Regions from separate parts of the Anser cygnoides genome. Here region 2 is linked to region 1. The links are chromatin contacts, called in public Hi-C maps. All regions are on one chromosome and are shown on one strand. The core of a region is the stretch at or near the end of the contact, and the rest is flanking DNA. Distances in the headings are between cores, read along the strand shown.

Evidence for each region. A called contact is a pair of places that touch in the nucleus more often than the background predicts.
Region 2: a Hi-C map of liver shows a contact between it and region 1, with 5 times the contacts expected there. The contact joins the enhancer-like site here to the promoter of LOC125180811 in region 1. A contact is called at or near these places in 2 of 7 Hi-C or Micro-C datasets (both in liver).

Annotation. Positions count from the first base shown.
Region 1 is chr1:81,101,717-81,106,966 of Taihu_goose_T2T_genome, forward strand. LOC125180811 (basic proline-rich protein-like) reads right to left here and starts at 3,450. Exons shown (of 3, transcript XM_048052945.2): 1 at 3,241-3,450; 2 at 1,836-3,151; 3 at 1-578. The coding sequence starts at 3,450. The coding sequence ends at 464. The region is part of intron 2 of NRIP1 (nuclear receptor interacting protein 1); the gene reads left to right.
Region 2 is chr1:81,159,651-81,164,833 of Taihu_goose_T2T_genome, forward strand. The region is part of intron 4 of NRIP1 (nuclear receptor interacting protein 1); the gene reads left to right. Among named protein-coding and RNA genes, the nearest start is that of NRIP1, 94 kb to the left of the region's middle. Within about 2 kb of position 2,606, at least 1 of the 3 cell types and tissues checked has open chromatin away from gene starts, as enhancers often do. A contact at or near this core is called in liver, where this site is marked.

The DNA of each region.
Region 1 (5,250 bases), core at 2,200-4,699:
GGAAAAGTTGGGGTAAGTCAAGATTTTTATTTAACCATTTTTAAAACAGTCACAAAGATTAATTTTTTGAACTGCAAGAATGTAATAATTACAATTGCATTTAGATTTTGCCAGAATTTCTCATAGATCAAAATCATGGCTTTCTGTTTTGAGATTGATGGTTAGCAATTGTAAAGTGTGTGTGAGTGCACATGTATATTATTATATATATTTATGAATATAAAAATAATTGGTTCACTGTTATTACCAAATGTGAATTTATGACTAACAAAACATGGTGAGAGATCTACATGCTTGCAATTCTAGGATTGATTTCTAACATAACCCCTATAAATATAAAATTCTTCCAAGACCAATCCAAAACCAATATGTTTTCCTGTCATAATTGGCCTTCAATTTACAGATGATCTTATAATGAAGAATTCCCCTTGAAGAACTGAAAGAATGTCTCCTTCTGCGATGTCTATAGTGAAGTGAAGTTACAGGCACCACCCCCAGGTAGTAGATAGGTAGGTGCATTGGTAGACGCGCATCTTTTATGCTTGGAGAGTGAGCGTGCATTTAAGTTTGGTTGAAGACTGCAGAGAAAAAGCCAACAAATACACATCAGCACTTTGATACTTCTTGAGAGACTGATTTCATTGTGTGCTGCAGTACGTTCTTCACTTGTACAGAGCATTTATTTCCTAACTTGTTTTGATTCTCATACTTTAGGTAACTGTAATGGGCAAAATTCAGTGTGATATGAATATTAAGGGTTGGAAATAATCTGCTAAATCGATATATAGCATTGTTTGATACAATCTCATCTCATTTTACCATACAGAACTTGTTTCCTCAGCCAACTATATTTTATCTAACAAAACGCATTTTAACAAGTATTTCACACGAGCATTTTTTCCGTTGCTTGTTCAGGATTCCTCGTTTTGTAGGTCTCTCATCTATGCAATAAGTTCCCTAAGGTTAAGAATGAAAGAGGTCTCTACTACAGACATTCTTGATTGAAATAGCAGCTAAATTGCTGCAGTAATGAGAAAATTTCCTTTCCCCTAGACAATTCAGCTGCTTAACAATGAAACATTTTTGAGATAAAGATTTTTTGAGAAATAAAAAAATTAAAGATCATTTCTTTATGAGAATTAGTTAATGACACTACTATGCAAATGAAGAGCAAAAATCAGTGTTTTACTGGAAGCACGATCAGCTTGTGTTGTGAGACATTCCCTCAAAGAGACTGTCATGTATATATAATGTGACACGCAGTAGCTTTAGAAAATGCTGCTGCTTTTCTGGAAAAAAAGTGGTTAAAATCACATGATGATTAAGTTAACCTAAATCTTTCATTGGCTTACAAAAAATAGGTCAAGTAGTGCATTACTCGCTCTGCTCTAAGCCTGTACACAATCCGTGCATTCCAAAGCAAAAGAGGTTTTGCTTCACATTCCTACATCTACTTTCAGTCATGGTATCTGTAAGCTAAAGCACTTGGCTTTTCACAAGCGTGACTCCCTTTTGCTTTCTTTAAAGTGGAAATTAATATGTTCTTTAACGGTATTTTTTTTTTTCCTGAAAAGATGTTTGAATGTACCACTTGTAATTATTTTACATGACTTTTAGAACTAAAATACTGGCATATGTTGACACAGATATTATCGCACAGTTCATAACTGATTCATAAACAAATTTGCTTCTCCTTTTCCAGTCTTTAACATCTAAGAGAAGCGAAGTATGATGTGTCTCCTAAAGCCTATGTCAAACAACACGCGAAGCATCGAGACTCGTTTTAAACACGGGCACTGCAGAGGCACATGGATGATGTGACTAGGGTCACGCACTTTTTTTGCAGTCTAGTCTCAGCAGACAAGTCGGCTGCGTGTCTCGGGGCTCTCCCACTCCTCGGCGGGCACGGAGCCTGACGGCAAAGCAGCCCCCAGTGCAGCCCCCTCAGCAAAGGCTGCCTCCAGGCCGCCGTGGATGCCACCCACCAAGATGGAGGCCGCCTCTTCTCGGAGGTTCTGTCCCAGGCCGCCCGTTCCTTGTTTACTGGCACGGGGCCACCAGCCCCGGCTCCCCAGATCCGCATTTTTTTTGGGGTGCGGGCAGCTGCTGCCTCCCCCGCGGCACATCCCGGCCCCCAGCCGAGCCCCCCCGGCCGCGGCAGGCGAGGCCGCGCTCGGGGCGCCGCAGGCCGCGAGGGCTGGGCCGCGGGGGGAGGCCCCGGGGGAGGCCGGTGTAGGCTCGGGGAGGGGGGCAGACCGGGCCCGCTCCGCCTCCGGCTCGCCCGGGAGCCGCCGCCGCGGGTGCCGGGCGGGCCGCGGGAGGCTCCGGGAGGCTTGTTGGGAAGGAGAAGAAAGAAGAAAACAAAAAAGTTTCCAGCTGGTGCTTTTGGGAGGAAAGGCGGAAAATGCCAGCGCCGAGCCGGCAAGAAGCGGTAACCACGAGAAGCCCCTTCCCCGTTATGCCGTTCTTCGCAAGCACGTTGGCGGCCGGGGGCTGCGAGCCTCGGCGGGCCGGTCCGGTCTGGGCCGGGGTGCTGCCTCCCCTGCCTCCATCCCTGCCGGCCTCCCTCCGTGCCGGCCCGCGGGCGGGGTGAGAGAAGGGTTAAGAAACTTGGCTGAAGAGATGAATGGCGCGAGAGGGGGGAGGAGGAGGAGGAGCCGGGCTGCGCCGCGCGAGGTGGAAGGCGGGGAGGATCGCTGTTGCGGGTTAGGCTTTGAAAGTCAGCCTCGCAGGCATTGCAGCAGAGCCCCGAACCGCGCAGGGGAGCGGCGCCTCGCCGGGCTCGGCTCGCCGCGTACGTGCGGGTGGACGGGGAGGAGCGGGGTGGCTCGGCTTGGCTCGGCCCGGCCCGGCCCGGTGGGTGCCCGGGTCGGGGTCCCTGCGGAGCCAGGCTCGGCGATGGGGAAGGCCGGGCGCCGCGGCCGTGCGGCGGAGGCAGGGGGGAGGCCAGCGGGCAGCGCTCGGGAGGAGCCGCCGCGGGGCGGGCGGTGCTGCGTGTGCAAGTGTGTGGAGGGGAGCGGTGTCCGTGTGTCTGTCTGTCTGTCTGCCTGCCTGTCCGTGTGTTTGTCCGTGCCGGCGCTGCCGGGCGGCGGCGGGGAGCGAACAATACCGGGGTGAGCCCCGCGAGGGGTGGCCGCGGCGGGGACGGCTTCTTGGGGGGGAGCCCCCCTTACGGGGCGAGCTGGAAGTTTTGGGGGGCCGTGTGTGTTTGTGTGAGCGAGGGGAGGCCGCGGCTTTTACAGCCCGAGCGCTGGCTGGAGGGAGACCTCCAGGGTCGAGGCCAGGGTCGGCGAGGCTCCGCCCGGGGCAGCGCCGAGGCCGTATTCTGCCTCCTTCCCTTCCCTCTCGGTCCTGCCTCCCCGCCCAGCCCCACCTGCGGGCGCCCCCCGCCCCCTTTCCCCCGGCCGCCGGTCGGGGCGGCCGCGGGTGCCCATGAAGATGCCGCCTCATCGCCTCCGCCGCGCCGGCCCCGCGGGAACGTCGCTGTTTCCCTTCTAGACTAAAGGTTACTTTGCAGGCGTGTTTTCCTGTCCCCGAAGCCCTTTAAAGGTGATTTCTTCACCCCCCCCCCCCCCCGCCGTATCCCTGCGGAAGGTGGTGGAGGCGGCTGGTGCTGTGCGAGTGCCGCTCGGTAATTAACTGGGAGCAAAGGGAAGCCCGAGGAGACGCAGGGCAAAATGAGGGTAAAAAGAGAGCGTGGGCAAAATGAGGGGCAGCACCGTGCCTCTGCTGCATCGGTTTTGTTCCTTTCTTATATCTTGTTGTGGATTCCGATCCACAATGTTTTAATTTAAAGGAGAATCGAGCTGAAATGTTTGATGCATGTTGAAGGTGTTGAAAAAACGGGGGAATTTCTGGCTTTGGCAGTGTGCTGGTGTTAGGAGAGCTGAAGTAGAAGTTGTCCCCTTCTGCATCATCTTTCTGGAGTCTGGAGACCGTACCGCTCTGCGTTTCGTGTAGGAGGACCTGCCTGCGGTGCCTGAGAGCTCCTTGGCTGATCAGAATTTAACTGAGTCATGGCACAATAAATGTTCAGAGATGTTACAAGGCTTTACTTAACAAAGCGTGCAGATATAGCCTACAAAGATCCGTAGGGAGGAAAGATGGGGTATCCCTGAGTGAGTGCTGGAAACCTTTAATAGTCCAACCTGAAGCGCTGCTCGTGGGCCTGGCTGAACACACTATAAAGTGACACATTAAGAAGCCGTATGACACATGCTTTCTGAGCTGGGAGTATTTTGTGGTTTAAATCTGATCTAGTGGCATCTGAGTAATTGTTGTATGGGCAACCGGAGCGGACGTCTCGGAGAGCAAAAGTTCTCATTCAGAGCTGTGCTTGGGCAGATCTGTGACTTCTGCTGTCTGGGGCATTTGTCTTCCCAAACTTGTGGTTGAGAAGGGCTCTCTTGTTATTTTATCAGCGTTTGTATGGCCAGGGATAGACTACAAGGCAAGACAGTTTTTTTGTGAGTTAAATGCATGTGTTCTGTGTGTGTGTGTATATATCAATGTATATATTATGTATATATATTAATACATGTATGTGTGTATATACATGTACACATACACAGGTATAAGTTTTGTTGAGCAGGAAGGAAGAAGTAACAAGTAGTGACTGCATGTTTTAGGCTGGGGTGAAAACTGACCTCTTGTTTGACTGGCCTGCAGTTCTGAGTTATCGGATGAGGGAGATCTGTCAGTGGCTTTAAGATTTTTCTGTATCATGCATGCACACAATATAAGATGCTTTCAAATGCCGAACCACGCAGGATGGATGTTTTTTAAGTAACCAAATTGGACTGTTGTGTTTTTTTTTTTTCTCTCCCCTAGTGGTCTTAGGGTAAAAAAAAATATAAAAATAAACAGATGAGAATGTGCCCTTCCTCTTTTCTCTCCGTAATTATTTCTTCTTCTAATGCGATAGATAATGCTAAACAAAACTGGAGAGTAAAAATAACAAAAACTTATTATAATCATAGAAACTATGTTGATAAAGAAGTGAACAGATGTTTTTATATCATAAGCTTAAAAAACAGGTGCTTTAAATGTAGGCTGTGTCACCTGCAGCATTTGATAGTCAGCTGTGTTTAGGATGACTCCTGTTATGTAAAAGACATCGAAGATGCATATATTTCTTAAACTGATTCAGTAAAGGTTACAGGACTCAAACACAGATTAACTTAATAGTGATCATATGTGCTGGTAGGTTTTATTTAATGTGGGATTGGTTTAAAATAAATGACCAAGGCT
Region 2 (5,183 bases), core at 1,356-3,855, 57 kb after region 1:
ACTCAGGACTCCAGATGGGATCTTACAAGAGTAGAGCATGGAGAGAATCACCTCCCTTGACCTGCTGGCCACACTGTTTTTGATGCAGCCCAGGATATGGTTGGTTTTTTGTCTGCAAGTGCGCGTTGCCAGCTCATGTTGAGCTTCTCGTCAACAAACACCCCCAAGTCATTCTCTTCAAGGCTGCTCTCAGTCTATTCTCTGTTCAGTTTGTATTTGTGATCAGGATTATCCTGGCCCAGATGCAGGACCTTGCACTTGGCCTTGTTGAACTTCATAAGGTTCCCACAGTCCCACCTCTCAAGCCTGTCCAGGCCCCTCTGGATGGCATCCCTTCCCTTCATTTGGACATTGAGCCACTGACTGCAGCTCTTCAAGTGCAACCATCCAGCCAATTCCTTACCCATCAACTGATGCATCAGTCAAATCCATGTCTTTCCAATTTAAGAGACAAGGATTTCATGGGGGACAGTGTCAAATGCTTTGCAGAAGTCCAGGTAGATGATGTCAGTTGCTCTTCACCTATCCACTAATGCTGTAACCCCATCGTAGGACACCAGATTTATTTTTCTTTATAACACTTCAATGCATTGAGAAACTTTCTCAAACTTTTACAGAATAGGAAAGATAAAAATTCCATTAAAAAAAAAAACTACTCCACTTTTCTCCCATTTTGCTCAAAGGGGTTAGAAAAGGGTTAGCAGAATTGTATTGCCCTGAGGTCTAAAACCTAGCTCAGTTTGATCTTAAACCAGTGACTGTTTTAAGATCTCATGAATCAGTATCAGAGCTAAAAACACCTATGCTGTTGTGCTGAGAAGCTCGCATGCAAGGCTTCAGGAGTGATTTGTGTGTCTGCAGTAGCTCAGGCAATACTATAGCTGACTATAGCTGAAAGGAGTGACAATCTAACTCACGTGAAGGATGTTATTAAAAAGGAGCAGTCTTCTTAGCTGGCATTATTTTTCTTGCCCTTTTCCTTTAAGGGCTATTCATTAGTAACTGAGCCAACCCAATCAAACAGGTAGAGTGCTACAAATGTAATATCTGTACAAAAATTAGACTGAGAAAAATTAGTAAACAAATCTTGAAACAGAAATGAGATGATAGATGGATGTGTAATGACATAAAGGTTTTACCGGTGATGCCTGAGAGTCCCACATATGAGTTAAACAGGTTAGCCCAAATGAGTTCCAACGAAAGCTTTATACCAACACGAACAGTCCTATTTATAGACATAGCGCTCTGTCTAAATATAAACTGCTCCCAGTCATGTCTAGACTAACATCGGAGCTGCTGGTGTTGAAAGTGGAGACTCAGAGTACAAGCCATCCTGTTCTTCAGATTGCTAGTTATAATGTACTTACAGAAACTTTGTGATGGTGTTACATGTTTGAACGTTATGACATTGTGTTCCTCAAGACTCCTCATCTTTCTTCTGTTTGTGTCAGAAGGTGTGTCTGGTGGACATGATCTGTACAATGATTATTTATCAGTGTGTGGTTAAAGGTTTGGGAACATATCACTGAGTGAGTGAATGGATGGATAGATCAGTAAATGACCTCCATTGTTAACTATTTTCAGCTGCTGAGTTTGAATGAGTCTTTCAACTGTTGCTACTGTGTTTAATCTGCTCACTTACTCAGTGTTCAGTATTAAAGCAGCTTTCTAGGAGGCAAATGTCCTGATTACAGAAGAGGTTAGTTTGATTGTATTCTGCAGGGACCTTATGTTACAAGGTTCTTTTTTTTAATTGAAAAATATATGCTGTGCTCACAGCTAGTTAGGATAGATGAGTGAATGTTGTATTTGGGAGTGCACATCCAAATATACAGTTGCTGTATTAAGTGACTCAGAGTTATAAACTTGAGAATCTTATTCTTTAGCAGTGGTCTTACTACCATGTCCTATACTTCTGAGAGGGTTCTCCTTTCAAATTTCTGATTTAGTATGTATTAAATAGTGAAAAAAGATGGCAAAAAGGGGTGTCTTCCACTTTGTTTTCATTTAACGTAAGAGCCGTTCCTTAGTTTATTTGATACCCTGCCTAACATCTCTTGTTAACATAAATAAGCCCAGGTCAGCTGCTCTCAAAGGTGGGGAATACTTAAAACATGTAATGCACCAATGTGAAGAAAATGTGGTATTTCTGGTAAGCATACTAAATAAATAAATAATTTAGGAGCTTTGATCAAATGCCAGCTCTTACATCAGTCCTCTTTGTAGTCTTTCTTGCTGATCTGTGACCTTGACCTTGTGTTTGTGTTTGTATGTCAAATCTATTTTTGGGATGGACAAGCTAAGTTCAGTTTAATAGGATTTATACTGCGGCTTCAGGGGATGCCTCACTATAATATAAAAATAAAAGTAATTTGATTTATTTTATTTTCAGTGAACTTTTCAAATTTCACAGTGACTGAAAAGAACACATTGGAGATATATATGCATATATATATATATTTAATTCTGTTCAGGAAATGCTTCTTAAAGGTATCTTCGTCTGACTAGTGAACTCTTCAGTGTTCAGTAGAGACATTCTGCCTGGAGATGGTGGTTTCCATCTAGAGAATCTCAGCAGTGGCAATACTGCGTTTGCTTTCATATGACAAAAGTGTGGTTTGGCACTTATAGACGTAGGTCCTGCCCTTTGTCCTTCCCCACACCACTCCAGCATTCACACATCCCCACATGGAGGACTGTGAAACAACCAGTCAACAGCTTCTTTGGGGTTCACTTTGGTGTCAATGAGGTCCTTAGTCCTGCTTGTCCTGTAGGAGCTTTTTATAGGAATATGTGTCAATGTAAGGAAGGGAGCAGGAGCAAGCAGCTGAAAATTTATAGAGCAAGACAATGCTACATGTTTTGGCAGTAGCTTCATGCTTAAATCAGACAAATTCCTGTGGAACTGTGTTTTTATATGCCTTTAAATGTGCAGCTTCTGAACTAGTCTGTTTTATTCATTAGAGTTCTTCATGGTGACTGAGGTTGACTCTTTTTTTCTACAGAGGGATGGGACTCACAAGCAGACAGTTAATGATTCACCAGTGCTGCACATGTTCAGCAGGGTTCTTGAGCACAGGCTTAATTTTAGACATATGCTAACATGGACGTGAAGCTGGTTTTGTAATTGACACTGTAGGCATATGGCTTTATAAAGGCTTAGTGAAGTTGTTGGTTTGACGTGTACTATGAAAGACGGTCCCAAATTAGCTAATGCTTACATGTAAGTAAGAGATGATAGGTTTATTTTTAATAGGTCTTTCATTTTGCTGGCTATGTTCTTGCATGTGGAAAATCACACACTTAGAATCAATTGTACATCTGTGTTGTTTTGTTTTATATTGTTTTAAAATGTGTATAAGTATTTCAACTTTCTTGACATTAATGGAACAATCAGTAATGATAAACAGTTATATATTGCTATTTTGTAATTATGTCCTTCATATAGCACTCATGAAAGACAGATATAAAACATATTAGTAAAAGCTCTATTCCACAACTTCATGACAGCATATCATCTTTCTGCTTAAAATGCTTGTCATTTTTATCAACATAAAATTTGAGAAATTACTTCAAAGTTCATGCCCGTGTATTAAGGGGTAGTTAAAACACTTGCCCTTGCCAGCCTTCCACTGTTCCTACCACGATTTTGTTGAAGTGTATACAGAGTCATAGTTTGCATTGTTTTTTAGTGAAGTCAGTATTTTAACTGTTCTAATTTGACTCATGACTTAGGTCAATTTGACTCATGTCTCAGGATGAGTTGCAACCCAGTTCCTAAAGTTTGAGAGTATCATTAATTGTCTATTCATCTCTGTATACATCTATGTGACTTAAAAGGTTTTTATTGTTTTAGTTGGGGATTTGCTATGAATGTTTGCAGATTAACTCTGGCCCACTGGTAAAATGAGGAATTTGTGATGTTCTGTACAGGATGTTGTTAGCTTTTTCTCTCCAGGTTTCACTAAAGTTGGTTCTTACATTGTATATTCATTTTTGCTCGATTTTATTGCTGCTTTAGAGAAAAAATATATATATTTTTAATTGTAATTAAACTACAAGAAACTTTATTGGTAATGCAGATTTTTCCTTTCCCACTTAACAGAAGTTATATGAGCTTTTTCTGTGTCCTTAGCCTTTAGAAACATGACCCGCAAAAGGCTGAAATCTCTAATTAAAATGGAAACTATGTTGTCCTTTCACTTAAAAAAATAAAATAAAATAAAAAATCACCTGGACTTTTAACATGGATTTATACTTTTTTTTAAAAAAACATATAATTGAAAACTGCATGAGTGTGATCCTATACTTCAACTTACTGTCAAATTACTGTGTGTGTTTTCTGTTAGTTGAAACCTATTCTGCTGAAAGTCATGAAAGTGGCTCTTATTTACAGCTAGCCATGGGACACGTGGTCCCAAGTGGAACACAACCACTACTGGCAATAAAAACTGTGCCTTACTTTTAATCAGGTGTAGCTTGGCCTTTGTGAAACCAATTCTTGGTTAAAATAACATAAAATTACTTACATGACAAATCACTGAACATGTATGTACAGTTATTCCACCAAATCCAAGGAATGCACAATTTTATTGTAGTGCTGTGAAGAAATGGCTGTATCTTCAGATTCCTTTAACAAGAGGGAAGGTCAGAGATGTGTGGAAGTGCATTATCTGCATTGATCATAACTCAAAAGCACGATTGTCCTTAAGAGGACATTGATTTCTTCACTGTATATTAATCAAGTTTCATTCTTGGGGAACTGACACAGTTAAATGTATAATCAGTGATAAACATTTGTGGGGGTAGGGAGGAAAGGACAATGGGAATCTGGTTGTCAGTTTTCTTTTAATTGCTAATTGCTATGAAAGTGGTTTACAAAGAATGAAAAGATGCATCCTCTGTCTGTTCTGCTGTACCTACCAGTGTATTTTGTTTGATATCTACCGCTCTATCCTACAATCAGATCTTGGTATATTTTTTGTGCCCATTTGCTCTTGGTGTCTTGAATAGGAAGACTCAATTAACAAAGGCCTTTCTGTACACTATACTTCTGAGCTTTGTTCCAAATACTGCCGAAGTTAGTTGGGATTTAGTGATATGGGCTACCTGGGATTTCTACCCTTAATTTGGAGGAGGGAGTGTTTTCATTTTTCAGCCTTAGCATTTAGTTCCTGCCCGTC